2 separate regions of the Gasterosteus aculeatus genome follow, and region 2 is linked to region 1. Evidence: chromatin contacts called from public Hi-C data. All regions are on one chromosome and are shown on one strand. The core of a region is the stretch at or near the end of the contact, and the rest is flanking DNA. Distances in the headings are between cores, read along the strand shown.

Region 1 (7,528 bases), core at 2,134-4,633:
TCCGAATGTTTGCAACCAGACTCACGTTTAATATAGTCAGGTGGAAAAGTGACACAAACAAAAAGGAAAAGCCCCATTTTATTACTTAGCAAGTTTGTTTTCGTGTCAAGTTTCAGTGAAAAAGCTTGAATGTTTTGAGATTGCTGCTGCCATCTAGTGTTGTGGCCTAGGTAGTGACACTACCTTCACAACGTTTGTCGGTTTGATTTGCCTCTGTGCTGTACAAGAAGCACCTCACACGACCTCATCCAACGCTTTGCTCCACCACCACGACACGTCATGAAAAACAAGTGTCTGCCTTAGAAATCCAGGCCATTGTAATTGTTTCACCCCCCCTTTTCAAATATTACAATGAAAGTGACAACTTTAACAGGCGGGTATTGAAAGAAAGGACTCTTTAATTCAGTCAGCAACATGTAGAAAAACATTTAAAACAGAGGCAGACAGACACATTATTTAGCCAATGGTTTGACTCATATCAGCAAAAACATGAAGATTATTGCAAAAATAGTGATCGTTCATTCTGTTATGTAGCCTGTGTGTATCCCGTGTTAAAGCATCCTCCATGGACCGCAGTTTGCATGGGGATGGACTTGAGGCTGTAAAAGTCACAGCCTGCCCGCCTCCCTAAACCGGCCCAGCAGCCCGTCGTCTGCCCTCAGGGGGAAGTACAGCGTCCGGCTCTTGTAGAACCGGGAGTCGGACTGGAGGTTCTGGATGACGTCGGCCAGGAGGTGGGCTCGCTCCACGCCGCAGCCCGGCGCCTCGTAGCCCAGCTTAGTGAAGTGCACGTGCAGGTGGTAGTAGGACGGCTGGTAGTGCAGGTAGACTCTCAGCTTACTGGCTGGAAGCTTGTAGCGCTGCAGGATGGCCTCCTAAGTCACAACCACAGGGACTTTGTCATTGTTTGACAAAATTGACACGGACACTGGCCTTTCCCTCTAATCATGAAGAGCCATGTCCTGTCCTGGCTCTCAAGGAGAAAGTGTAATGGGTTGAAGAATGTGACTGAAACATAAGGGGACATTAAAAAGGCAGCGGGTGGAAGAAGAAGACGGGTTTCTGCTCTCCCCCCCCCTCACCTTTCCTCTCTGAAAGATGTTCTGCAGCAGCGGTAGATGCTCCGCCGTCAGGTCTCGGAGGCTCCTGATGTCTCTCTGGCGTGCTATGGCGATCAGGTATAAATCATCAACCTGATGGCAGACGACACATTCCGTCAAACCGCGTCATCCGAGATCCTTTAAGTTGGGATATTTGTGCCCGTCTGATGCGCGGCTGCTCAACATCACAGATGATCATTTATCAGGAGAGGAGATATGGCTGCAGTCCTGATGGTTTGAATGTCTAACATCTCAAGGCTGACATGCATTCCACGGTAAGTCTCCCGTGGTACATACTGTGATAAGTAATAATGTTGGCTCACCTGTTTCTGGTCCCATTTAAAATCTGGGAGGAGGACAAACCCAACTTCAGGTTCTGGATCTTCATAGACAATCTTCTCAGCTTCTGCCTTTTTCTCCAGGATGTTGTGGACCCACTGGAAGGGTCGGAGAGGAGGAGGGTCAATGCACAGTCACAGGAAGGCTTTACGGTGCCAATGCAGAGGAGGAGACATCAGGGCGCCGACCTGCACGCTGAAGCTCTGCTTTTGAATGTAGGGCAGAGTGATGGACTGATAGTCCTCTCCCGTCTCCTCCACCAGGAAACTCTCCTGTCGCTGGTATTTCTTTACATGCTTCTCTGTGGCCGGACACACGACTGTGGCCTTGATCTCTGCGAAACAGAAACACACACACACACACACACACACACTATGGGACTTTGGTCTCAATGCTCCCTTGAGTCAGTTTACCTCATTCTGACCGTACCGTTGAGTTGCGGAGGAGCCTGCAACCGATATGTGCTGTAGATGTCGTTCCTCATCTCCAGCGAGAGCTTGGAGCCCATGAAGAGCTCATCCAGGCTGTCCTCTCTGATGGGCGTCTTCTCCAGGATGACCACGGCCTCCCGATCGGCCAGCTGGTGAAGACATCAATTCTGTGTCAATTCTGACACATCCCCCTTAAATAAATGCAAAACACCCGCTCGGAGCCTTCTCAGTAGTCTCTATAAGATACATTTTCACAATAAAGCACAGACTGTTATTTTGAAATATCAAACCGGAAGTTAATGTCCCATCTTTTCTTCGCGAAACTACTCAAGACCTTTGAATTAATACAACAATGAAAACATGTTGCTCTTAAGTCACACGTTGCTCTCCACACTTTAACCAAAGCAAGTGTGAGTTAGCTAAAATGCTTCTTACAGCTAACAACAACATTACCGTTACCTTTCCGTGGATAAAGATGTTTTTCTCCCGGGCAGAATCGCTCAAAACGGAGGACGTTTTAAACTCTGACAGAATATTTTCGGATTCAGGATCATTTCCAACTCCTCCGCCACCATTCTCATTGTCAGCTTTCGCTCTCTTGACTTTCTGAGGCGATTCCTCGGTTCCGACGCCGTGGATTTCACGTTTAGCTGCGGTGTCAGCCATGTTTTGTGTTGCTGCCTTTGTGGCCAAAGATCGTGTATGTATGAGACGATAACGTGCTCATCAGAAACAGCCCAAATCCAGCCAGCAAACCTACAGCGAGGACAGGAAAAAAAATAAAATGAATAAATGCACGAACATATATACAAATAAATTCACTGATACCTAAATATATGATTAATATAAATGTAAAAATATAAAGAAATATGAATACATAAATTAATAAATGCTGAACCAAATAAAGAAATATTTAAACGATGATATATATGATGGAGAGAATAAAGAATACATGCTGGAATAAATATGGAAATATTTTTTTATGTATTACTTTTCGTTATGCATATACAGTTACTACACCCCCATTTACACCATTCATATTAAGCCTACTTTTAATTATTTTATTTTATATAATAGATAATGTCTGAGGACCTCGTTTCCACTTTTATAATTTCCTTAAAATGTAAATTTAACCAGCATTGTTGCAGGGAGTGGAGGAGAGATCGAGGATTTTCAAAGCCTGTCAAAACTGTTTCTACGTAGATGTTACGTAATGCCTGAGAAGATAATTACCTTGACCGTAATAACCAAGAACCTTTTAACAGTGACTTCCCATTCAAATCTAGACTTACATTCATAAACGTTCCGTGGTTGTTAGGGATCTTGTTACAATCGCAAGTCCAATTGCTGCAGAGTGAGACCTTACTTCATCTAACATCGCTTAGCCACAGCCAGCGCGACATTTGCCTGGCATTAAAAATGATTGACACATGATTGAACCAATATGATTAGCGTTTTAGGGCGGGGCGATAAACAAACAGACGAATGAAAACATTTCCCTCAAGTGTGACGCGATAATCAGGAAGTTATTTAAAGACGACACCTACCAGCTGATGTGCTTGTCTGCCAGGCTGCGGGAGGAGGACGAGGCAGAAGTGGGGATGCAAGCTTAACGTTTCAGAAGTAAACTTAATCCAAAGTTTATTGTGTCGTTAAGTCTCATCTTCCAAATCACAATGTACAGCTGTTTCGGCATCTGGCTTCTCCTTCTGGTGCTTCACACCCGGACTCTTGCGGTTGTTGCATGGAGAGGTAACGACCACTGGACTGTTTCTAGTATAATTCATCGGTCGGATACATAAAAACACCTGTGATAGTATCACGCAGGCTTTACAGCACATGGTGGTTCTCTCATCTCTGCGCTTTGTGGATTTATTTGAGTGGTGTTCTGCTGTCCGTAAATCAGCGTAACTAGTTTGCGTTAGCGCTTAATGAGTGTTTATTACGTTTGAATAGAAGCTGTCTCCACAGCAAGCTCACGTTAATGAATTCAATTTACTCCCTGAATGGGGCTTTGTCCCGTAGAGCTGATTGAGTTTCTGTTGAGCTTTAATCCGCATCAGAAGCCCTTTGAATACTCTTTAAATAATACAGCATCCTAGTGTTTCTCCACTTGCTATTGGTATTAGTTTTAATATTGGAGCTTTAGTATTTGGATAATTTCACAATACATTACATGTCATCTAGCTGATGCTTTTATCCAAAGCGACGTACAATAAGTGCATTCAACCATAAGGATACAAACTCCGAAGAACAAGAAAGTGCAATTTCATTAAATAAGCTGATTTTACAACTTGCTATATATAGGAGCCATTACAATAAACACACAATTTAAGTGCTACAATTTGTAATAAATGAACCGTTTCCTTTCAGAGAGGCGAAATGTCCTTTTCATCATGGCCGATGATTTGCGGACGTCATTGGGCTGCTACGGAGACGCTGTGGCCAAAACCCCAAACATCGACCAACTGGCATCCAGAAGCCAGGTTTTCCTTAATGCATTCGCGCAGGTCAGTGCGCGTCATACGTGTTCATTGTATGATGATGAACAACCCGACGGGGGGAACTAAAGGTGTCCTTGCATCTCTCAGCAAGCCGTGTGCGCTCCCAGTCGCACGTCCATGTTGACCAGTCGCAGACCGGACACCATCAGGCTCTACGACTTCAACTCCTACTGGAGGACCCATTCTGGGAACTACACCACGCTGCCACAGTACTTCAAATCCAGAGGGTACCACACCATGTCTGTGGGCAAGGTATTCCATCCAGGTGAGATTGATGGTATTTTTGGTAGAGATTTGATCGGAAGCAGCGGCATATTCGGGAAGGATACAGAAATCCTCAAACTACAGTAAGAATCACAGCTTCACTGCGAGAGGAAGTCATTCTGCATCACTTTGTTAACTAATATTTATATTTGATACCTCTCCAAATCTGCAGACGAAACTGTTGTGTTTTGTACTTTTTTCATTTTTCAGGTATTGCCTCAAACCACTCTGACGACTTCCCCTACAGCTGGTCCGCCCCCGCCTACCACCCACCCTCATTTAGATACGAGAAAGAAAAGGTTCGTAATGGAAAAGTACAACGATTTCGTGACTATACGGGAAAATCCAGTTTGTAGTGGTCACCCTTTGTCAGGCAGCCCCTTTGGGGCCTCATCCATTACTTTCTTATTGTGAATCTAATGGTGCAAAACGTTGCTTAAGTGCTTTGGACATTCTGAATGTTGCATCTTGCTCCTGTAATCAAGTTACAAATGACCTTCACTCCTTTTCACTGTTGACCTTTCAGAAGCCAGAGTCCAATTTTAAATCTCTTGCTTCATAAAAGGCAGGTTTAATTCCTCCCATATCATAAATAGAAATGAATGGAGTATAAATAAACAGTCTTTAATTAGTTTGAACCCTGTAACACGTTGCTTAACAACTTAATAACTAGAAAACTATTCTAAGCCATAATTTCTTTGGACTGTTGGAAACCTCCCAGGCAAAGGGAGGAAAAGCAATCGAACCACAGAAACTCATCGTAGCATGAACTGAGCATAAATGACACGCAATACAACCCTTTTCCCCCCCAGATGTGTAAAGGAGAGGATGGAAAGCTCCACGCCAACCTGCTGTGTGCGGTGAATGTGGCGGAGCAGCCCGGGGGAACCCTCCCCGACATGGAGAGCACGGACGAGGCCGTGAGGTTACTGAAGAGTCGGGCTGACGACGACACTCCTTTCTTCTTGGCTGTGGGCTTCCACAAACCGCACATTCCCTTCAGGATACCTCAGGTACACAACCTTTCTTTGGTAAAAACCCGATCGTACATGTATCGTACGTTTTCCCATTAAACAGCAAGAGGATGATAAAGAAAGACTCTTAATAAGCAAACATCTGTTCGTGCAAATAGAGTGAACGCATCCGACATGAACCAAGGAGAGAATGCAGCATCGAATGCACTGCAGCATGCACAGGTACTAGGAAGCCACACCTGTAAGCCCTTCTGTGCACTGCTTGGGAAGTGGACAGCGCAGTCACAACTATTCACCTCTGCACACTTGTGCTGTGAGAAGCAGGAAGATGGAAGTTGACAGCTTGAGTCAGAGTTGATGTAACAGGCTCCGGGGGCGGTGACCTTCTCAGCTCGTTTCATAGTGACGACCTCATCTACCCAAACGACTACAGATGTTAGAACTACGGGCGTATAACTTGAATATCCTTGCGTTTAGGAAAAGGGAGGAGTATTTTGGTGTGTATGTCGTACTATGATGTTAGAAATAGGAAATAATGTGATTTGGCAAAAGGTCAAACCATTTCTGCAATGCTGATAAATGAGTTTCGATCCCCCTTAGATCCGTTCCAGCACATGTTGATGTAGCACATTCAATGTGATTCTGCTTAGCGGCTGGAAGAAAACCTTGAGATTTATAAAATGCTTGAGTCAATTTGTTGACGCTGTCTTTGAACCCTGAGTGGAGCGGCTGCGTCTCTGTACGAGAGACGCCGTTCTGCACCGATGCAGAAAGGGCGGCGTCCTCTTCCTTTACGCGGCTCGTCACGGCGCAGCCACAACGCATCAGTACGTGGCTACTTTCTCCCGTCAGGTGACCCTGTGCTGGAGATCTCTGCTTGGTCGGCAGCGCGACAGCCGCCCGCCTCGTGTGCTCCGGTCCTCCTGAAGGAACGTAGAACCGTTTCATGTGTGCCTCTGACCCGATGAACTCGGTCGTGCTCCTCTAATGGAGCTTCATGACGTGACGATGCTGCAAAGAGCCATTGGGACCCTCGACTGATGAGGTGCAGGCTACAGCTTAGTCTCACCAAACGCTCCTAACCGTATATTGGATGGAGTTACTTTTTATACAGCATATAACTTAAACATCTTCACAAGGTAAAAATACTAATTGCATTATTTACAGTTGACCTGTACCATATATTTGACCTTCCAGTACTAAAACCTATTTACCAGCAGATACATTTACTGAAATATCTCATCTTTGTATCAGTCGAGCTCCCTTTTGAACCAAGGTCGAACATTTTCATGTTGCATTTCTGTGATGCTCAAGACTGACGTTCATACAGCTCATTTGGCCCCCGCTGAGTGGGAGAAGGGGAACCCCTCGTCCTGCTGCACGACGCAGCTTCGCTTGAGTTGTTTGAGGCACAGATTACAATCTCGCACATCCATTATATTTTGGGAGCGTTTAATGCCAGAAGATGAGATGAATGATTGTGTTCACATGGACGCTAGAGCCGAGAAAGTCGTGCCATAAAGAACACGGTGTGAAGCCTCTGTGATGAAGAACAAACGTTCCCACAGAATTTAATACCCGCTGAGGCGGGATAAATATCTGAAAATGATCTTTCCCAGAATCCAGTGCTGCAATTATCTGCTAACCGTCACCTTTTTTGTGCCAGATTCAGCAAATGCTCCTAACTTGAGATAACGATGTGAATGAGCGGCGCTGTCACAATGAACGCCGCCCGTGCGTAACGGAGTGCTCGTTCATGAGAATTGGAAAGGGCAGAACTGATCCCACATATGCTGCGTCACCTGAGAGGCTCACTGACGCTCTAATGAAGACGAAAAGGTTGGACATGAAAGACTGCTCGCCATGGCAGGAGGACGCTGTCCAATAAATGAAGCTGTGTAGCAGTTTGTGACCTT
Region 2 (7,528 bases), core at 3,117-5,616, 140 kb after region 1:
ATTGTTTTCTCTCTCGCTCTGTTTTTTTCTTTTTTATTCCCCATAAAAAAGGAAAATCGGGAGCCGCACATCAATGGCGAGTGGCAGACTTTTAACTCCCAATCTGACTGATTTTCACGGCTCCCATTGAAGGTGTGCGGCGGCCTTCAAGCAGATCTCAGATCCGAAGGAAAAAATAGGTCCATTTGAAAATGACTCTCCCTCGCGCTCCGTTGTGGTTTTCCACCCACCGTTGAGGTGTTCTCCTGCTGTGATCTTGGACATGAGTCCATTTTAACGCTTATTAGACGTCACAGCTGCTGGTAAAGAATACACTGCTGAGGAGAAGTCGCCATCATGAGTAGCGTGGGAGCCGTTCATAAACAAATCCATCTTTTCTTTTGGAAGGAAAAGTAGACTTTAATGTCGTATTTACTTATTTTTGCCTTGTTATAAGGGCTCAGCACGCATGAAACGGACCGATTGGTAACGAGTCGACCGCGTTTAAAGGCCCCTCCACCGTCACATCCTCTCCTGGCTAAGCTCTTCTTCTCCATGCCATTCAAGTCTTTGTCGTCTCGACGTGGCGGGGTCACATGTTAACGGTGCACGGTTGTCTTTCTTGAAGCTCTAAAGCAGTAGATCAGCAGTAGAACGATCGCAATCGCTCGGCGACACTAGAACAACTTCAGACACGATTCAAGTCATGTCAAAGCCGGAAACAATCACCGGTCGAGTAAACACCAAGCTTTCCTCTGATACAGAGGAGGTTCCTGCCAAGTCCCAGAAAGCATTTACTTTGCCAGGTGGAGTGGACGTAGAGATGGTCGATATGCAAAATGGCATAGTGCTGAAAGCCAGGTCAAGAAACAGGGACTTTTGGGGGCCAGTCAGCAAAGAGAAGTTTCCTCCCAGCACATCCACTAAGAGTGAGTGCCTACTTTGGGTCAAATTACCTCTGTGAAATGAGACGTTTACAGATAGAAATCACAAAATCAAAAGAGCCGGCTTACTGACTGACAGCTCACAGACTGCCTCAAACTGGCTGTCTGTGCTTATGAACCGACGGTGCACAGAACAGACGGTGTTCATCACATGACTTCTGATGGCATGGTGATGGGACACAGTTCTGCATTTTGCACTGACTGAGTTGTGTGTGTGTGTGTGTGTGTGTTGTAACTTAATAAATAAAAGAGTATTTGTAGTCCATCCAGCCTGCTCATTGCAAATGTGTTTTTATTATTATCAACAAATAATTCATTTTTTATGTTGCACTGAAGTTAGGTCATTTAGTGTGTTCTTGGTTAGATCAATTTGAAAGCTGGACCAAAGTGTTTGATCTCATTCTATTACAATCAGGCCAAATAAAAAGTTTTCCAAGTACAGACTGGACAGGCTCTTTCTCATCAATAGAGCTTGCCTGTCAGCAAGGCAGAGGTCGGGAACTTGGGCTCAAAAAGGTTGGTGACCACTGCTCTAAAGGTTTGGCGCTGCTTTGCACACGTGAAACATGACAGGGAATATGTTTTTTTTTTTTTACCTTGCTCAAGTTCCTTAGTTACTTCAGAGGTGTGAAACTTTTTCTTTCTTTTACAAATACGTGATTGCACATAATGAAAATGGTCTACGTGGTCCATGATAGTGTCCATAACCGGAACTCCTGGATATTAAATGTTCATCTGGTTCATTTTGGGTTTCCTGTACTTAGTGTTTCTGGTGAAGAAGCATAAATACGTAATTGTCTGATTACGATACTGCGATATCACATAACATAAAGGTACAAAAATCCACAGAGTGCAGCGCTGCTTAGCAGAGAGTTCCTTCGGGAACCAGAGGCATCCTAACTCTTTTTGTACTCTTGAGTAAGAGGTTCTGCATGCTGGGCATAATGATTTTTTTTTCTACTGTTAATCATCTGAGCCCTTCAGATTTAACTTGTGGCCCTTTGAAGAGTTCCTGCCCTAATAAACACACAGTTATAATGGCAGGTGATGATCTAAACAGGCTTCACTCGTCCACCAATCAGCAGCTCTGCCTGTTGTTCTCTTCTTTTTTTTCTTTTAATTGCCACATGCCTCCATTTTTTCCTTCTTCTTGTTGCTGCTGTGAGAGCCTCCTGATTCCTGATCGTGAGCAGCGTGATGGAGTGCCGCTGGCAGCGGGTTACATGTGTTGGCCCCCCCTCACCCCACAAGCTTGCCGTTGAGCCCAGAGCGTCTCCACTTCAGCAGTGGGGGGTTAAGTACCGTGCACAGTGGGGGGAGGGGGGAGGGTTCCCGTGTGTGGCTGCTGAGGGACAGCAGTGTGTGTCACATCTCTCCCCTGCTGAGTACGGCAGTTCGAAGCAGCAGCTTCGCGGTTGCCAAGTTGTCGCCCCCCCCACTACAGCACCCGGTGGAGGTGGAGACGGCCCTCCTCACTCGCCTTACTAGTTGTAAAACAGCCTCCTCCCAACACAGGATTCATCCAACACAGCGTGTTTTTTCACATCAAGGGTTTCCCGATAGATGTGGATGTCACGTCACCTCAAACAACCAGAACATCTTAAGCACAATATTAATCCGGCTTGTAGAAATTTGAATGAAACATTGTTTTTTACCCACGCTGACATTTTTTTTTGTTTTATATTCATCCAGAAAAGACTCTCCCAGGAATCCACTAATTTCAGGGTTGGCTGTAACTGGGCAAAAAAGTAAATAGTAAATGGCTTTGGATAAAAGCTCCCTGTATAACTGCAGTCTGAACTGGGAGCTGGCCAGTACAGCCAGGGCCTGAGCTGACTAGCTGGCCTGCATGTCCCATAGTGTCTGATTTCTCTACCAGTCCATTTTGCAAGGAATTTCAAAAGAAGAGAATAATCTCATTCGGCCTCTCAGTCATCTTGTAGGTTGTAAAAGCCTCAAATGACACCCGACCCGTGTGAGTCTTTGTTCCTGTGTCCTCTGCTGCATGCGCGACACCTTAACCGAGGGTTCTAAATACAAGTTGCACGTCAGGGACCTGGGATGCAGCTTTACAGATCATAGACCATTTTGATTGCTCTTATTTTTCTCCTTCTTATTATTTGTTGTACTTTCTAAACATATCATGTTACATGTTTTAAAAAATAAAAATCAAACTACCAGTGCTCTCTGGTGGACAAAGTAAATAAAGGCGAAAGTGTTTCAAAATGACACTGAGCCACGCCACTTCTGATCCGACCAGCTTGAAAACAACGCTCAAGGGATTTCTGTTCAATTATCTAAATGGATATTTTGGTAAGAAGCGTCCAGGGTGATGGTTTTTCCGGTACATCTGAAACCCAAAGATATCATTTCAACTCATCAGAGAGACTGGAAGCAAGGTTTCCTATAACAGAAAGGCCAATTGATAAGCTAAGTTGCAGATTTTTTTTGGCAATCCACCAATCAATCCACCAACGGCTGGTTTGAGCTCGTGGAGAAGTCGCTCTGATCACCACCAGCCTGCAGCTCATCTCACACTCACATGGGAACCACAACTACGCTGGAGAGAACTTGACAATATGCACAAACTAATCTCAATCCCAAACACATCTCAATCGCAATCCGGACACACCAGCATCAGCACCACCTGTGCTGCAGGTGGAGGCCACGCTGACCTGACCTCGTTCTCTGCACCACTGGATGGACTCAACTCAGACCCGCTGCGCGCTGACCTGCGCGTCACCCAACGTGTCGTGGCGGGTCAGCGTGACCGCGCCGTGTCACCGCTCAGTCACGCCGAGCCGGCGCGGGCTCACATCGACAACTAACAGACCCCCCCCCCCCCCCCCCAGAAGCCCCTCTGCGGCGGTCAATGAGGAAAACGAGCCGTGCGCCCATGGGTGCGCGCGCGCGCGCGCGTGTGCGCGTTGGAGCAGGCTGCGCGCGAGCCTCCCGGTTCGTCTCGAGCCACAGCGGCAGCTTCACTGTGACAAAGAAAGACGGTTTGCACGAGTCTCTCCGGGACTCACTTTGGCTTCCTTCACATCTCCAACTGGAAGAAAACCGCTCGCTCCTCTTTGAAAAACGCCCAAAGCGTCCCCATTAAACGCGAACATTAATATTAATAATAATATTAATAACAACAATAATAATAATAACAGCAGGGTGCGCAGGACTTACCATGGCTGCTCCAGCTCCCAGTCTCTGAAAAAGTCAAATTCGAAGAGATCCATTGTCGCTTCGGCTGGTGGTTAAAATCCAAAGCTAGTGCTACGTGGTTCTACATCGGCTACTGGTGCTGACTGACTGACTATGTGTGTGTGTGTGTCTGTGTGTGTGTGTGTGTGTGTGTGTGTGTGAGTCAGAGAGGAGGGAGAGAGTAGACACAAGCGGCTGCCGCTGCCAGGAAGCTGCTACGTGGTCGAGGCGAGCTGACAGTCAGGCAGGCAGAGGTGGAGGGAGGGAGGAAGGGAGAAAGAGGGAGAGCGGGGAGAAGGAGGGAGGGAGAGGGCTGAAGTCACACTGACATATATTCAGTGCAAACGTGTTTCCTTCATAACAAGTAAGAGTTATTTTTACCCCATGGAGCTTACGCACAAATAACCCTTGACGCTCTTTGCCCCATAAAGTGACGCTTTGTGTGTCACTTCAGTGAAAAGGGGCTTAAATGTGCCAGATAACGTGGAATCAGAGGCGTCTTCGGCCTGCAGGAAGCAGCACGGGAGGTCGGTGAAATGACCTGCACGCTTCTCACATGTCACTGATCACCGCTGATCATGAATTATAGGATGCAACGGACTCAGAAACGGGGGAATATCCCTATTCGTCAAAGGGGATTCTTTTCTTCTCAGTGAGCGACGGGGATGCTCTGTTCCACCACAAGGGGGAGAAGGGCCCCCCCAGGCCGGAGCCAGACCCCTCCACCCCTGTATCATTTAAACCAGTAGCTGGGCATTTTAATATACCTACCTTTAGTCACAAACGTTCAGAAGGTAAATGAATCTACGAGTCGATGTATGTTACGTACATGATGTTAAGCAAATTCAGTACAAAATAGGAGAATTTCCTTCTGTGGGCTCCTCATAGAAACCACGACTCTCTCTTTGCATGTGCTTAAACCGTACACATGGGATTGAGTAAATCAACCATATCGCGCACGCTGACAACAAAAAGAATCAGGACTCTTCGTATATATTATCTATGACCCCTTGCTTCTCTATTTTCGCCCGCCAGCTCCCCTAGTTGGGCCGCGGCGTGTTAATAACGAGTTTAGCGGCCCGCCGCCCTCGCTCTCCGTCACGCTCCCTCGTGGCGACACATTGCCCGGCGGCACGTTTTTCTTTTTTTTCCCTTCCGTCGCCGCTCGCGCCTCGCCGCGAATAATGACCGACCAGATGGTTGAAAACTTCTCGCTGAGCACGTGCCGTCGCCGGGACCGCGGCGCCTCTGTGACATCACCCCTCGCCGCCTCCTACGCAGAAGGCCGCGTGTTTTCAGTCATGAGGCCAGAACACGAGAAGTCCAAATGTATCGGAAGTAATATTTTGAAGATACACTGTGTGTGTGTGTGTGTGTGTGTGTGTGTGTGTGTGTGTGTGTGTGTGTGTGTGTGTGTGTATTTCGGTAGACTGGGGCAACATGCCAGCACTGTTCTGCATCACACAAATACAAGCAGCAGCCCCAGATGAAGATGCCAGAGTTAACCATAGAGCATGATGGGAATAAAAACAGCACTGCCCGCCACAAGCCAAACAGTCTGAAAAGGCGGTTTTGTGACCTTGATCAATTCCAGCTCGTCGCAAATCAATATTCCAGACGTCTCCGGATTCGAAAAACACCACATTAACATTCAAACAATTTCCAAGGATTTGAAGCACCTGCAGGAACACTGGTTGTGTGTGTGTGTGTGTGTGTGTGTGTGTGTGTGTGTGTGTGTATAAGAAAGGCTGTCCAAAACTAGGTCAGACACTGAAGGACAGGGAATGACTGGAGAGAGAGAGAGAGACGGGAAGATGTGGCGGACTTTTAAAAAAAGGCAATTGCACATTGAGTAGAAAGAGAATTAAATGACAAGAAAAAATGTAATTAAGGGATAACATACGCAGAGAGACACACACCGTCCCAACGCACGGCCTTTACTGATGGAGGTCTTTGTTTGGACGTTCTCCCTTTGTGTGTGTGTGTGTGTGTGTGTGTGTGTGTGTGTGTGTGTGTGTTTGCTGTCTTTTTCAGTGTTTTTAAAGCCACAGCTGTGACGGTAATTTAAAAAATGACACATAGAGTGCCACACGCACACACGCTCACACACGCGCACACACATCCACACACGCATAAACACTCACACAGCCCAGAAGTAAAACAAAGGCCAGAGTTTCTCAGCTTTCAGCTCATTATACTCGATGTGTATCTTGAAGCAGAAGTTGAGAAGTGCATGTCGAGAATGTTCAATACCCCCCCCCCCCCCCCTCTCCCCCTCTCCCCCCTCTCTCTCTCTCTCTCTCCCTCTCCCTCAGGTGGTGGATTAACAAGGGTCCACAGCGCTCCCATGTGGCTGGGAATGAGTACTACATCATTTAGACAAAGTAGTTGGATCTTGTCATTCACACCTTATGGGGAAAAAAATACATTTCTTACTTATTAACCTGTTGTGAACTTAAATGAACACATTTAGGTAGCCTGAGACCCATTTATTACTAGTAAAAAGGTTTAATGCCAGAGAGATACCGATAGTAAATTTATACAGGGTGATTTTAATTGCCAAATTGAGGTTCCCTCTCCTTTTTTGTACTTGTTTGCTGCACAAATGTTTTGTTCAATTGATGTTTGTGGGTTAGGAATTATTATCACTAAAACTTCCCCAGATGTCTTTTAAATGAGTAATGAAAACATTGTTTTAGGTCCTGGACGTGTGGATGGCTAACTGCCGATCTTTTTCCCGAGTAGCACTCAGTGATTAGTACTAAATCATTTGTCCACCGACTGGTCATCAACTTCGATCACCAAAAGTAGAGGCTTTTATTTGAAGAGCGCAATCCTTAATATAAATAAACTATAAACTATTCATGCTAATCACATTTTTCCAAAATTGTTGGGCATTATGAGTTTGTAAGTAATTCATTTGCATTGAAAAAACTCTTTTAAATGTACAACTTTTACAACTCTCACCATAATCTCTCAATAAATTCATTTAGGGTAAAGACACAGAAAATGACTAATTGTTTCAGCCCTCATGTGGGGCAATAATATATTCTACTAGTGCTTTCCCTTTAAGTGAAACTGAAGTGAAGTTATTCTTGCTCAAGGGTAATCTCCCATTTAACACGCCGCATTTTGAATCTCTGAAGAACTCAATTAACATTTCCCCGTTGTTATTAAAGTGCTGTCTGAAGTATTTCTGTTAGGAATATTACCCACATCATTTTTACAGTCGTCCAGGTTATAATGAACCAATTTGCATTCAGAACACGTATTATGCTTATATGATCTCAAGAGTTTTCCTTTGTCCGAGCAGTGTGTGTGTGGGGGGGGGGGGGGGGGCGTTGCGTTACCTTTAATGCTGAGCATTTCACTAATGCACCAAACATGCTGATCGTATTCAAGGCCAC

Evidence for each region. A called contact is a pair of places that touch in the nucleus more often than the background predicts.
Region 2: a contact with region 1 is called in a Hi-C map of tail fin, with 2.1 times the contacts expected there. The contact joins the promoter of aff2 here to the promoter of ids in region 1. A contact is called at or near these places in 4 of 6 Hi-C or Micro-C datasets (skeletal muscle, tail fin and whole body).

The regions. Positions count from the first base shown.
Region 1 is chr4:16,827,886-16,835,413 of fGasAcu3.hap1.1, forward strand. ids (iduronate 2-sulfatase) reads left to right here and starts at 3,384. Exons shown (of 13, transcript XM_040172899.2): 1 at 3,384-3,622; 2 at 4,244-4,380; 3 at 4,462-4,639; 4 at 4,849-4,937; 5 at 5,451-5,651. The coding sequence starts at 3,547. It overlaps dcps (decapping enzyme, scavenger), which reads right to left and starts at 3,300. Exons shown (of 7, transcript XM_040172901.2): 1 at 3,163-3,300; 2 at 2,330-2,626; 3 at 1,869-2,019; 4 at 1,628-1,773; 5 at 1,424-1,537; 6 at 1,083-1,193; 7 at 381-875. The coding sequence starts at 2,536. The coding sequence ends at 609.
Region 2 is chr4:16,962,976-16,970,503 of fGasAcu3.hap1.1, forward strand. aff2 (AF4/FMR2 family, member 2) reads right to left here and starts at 4,367. Exons shown (of 26, transcript XM_040174066.2): 1 at 4,104-4,367. The coding sequence starts at 4,156.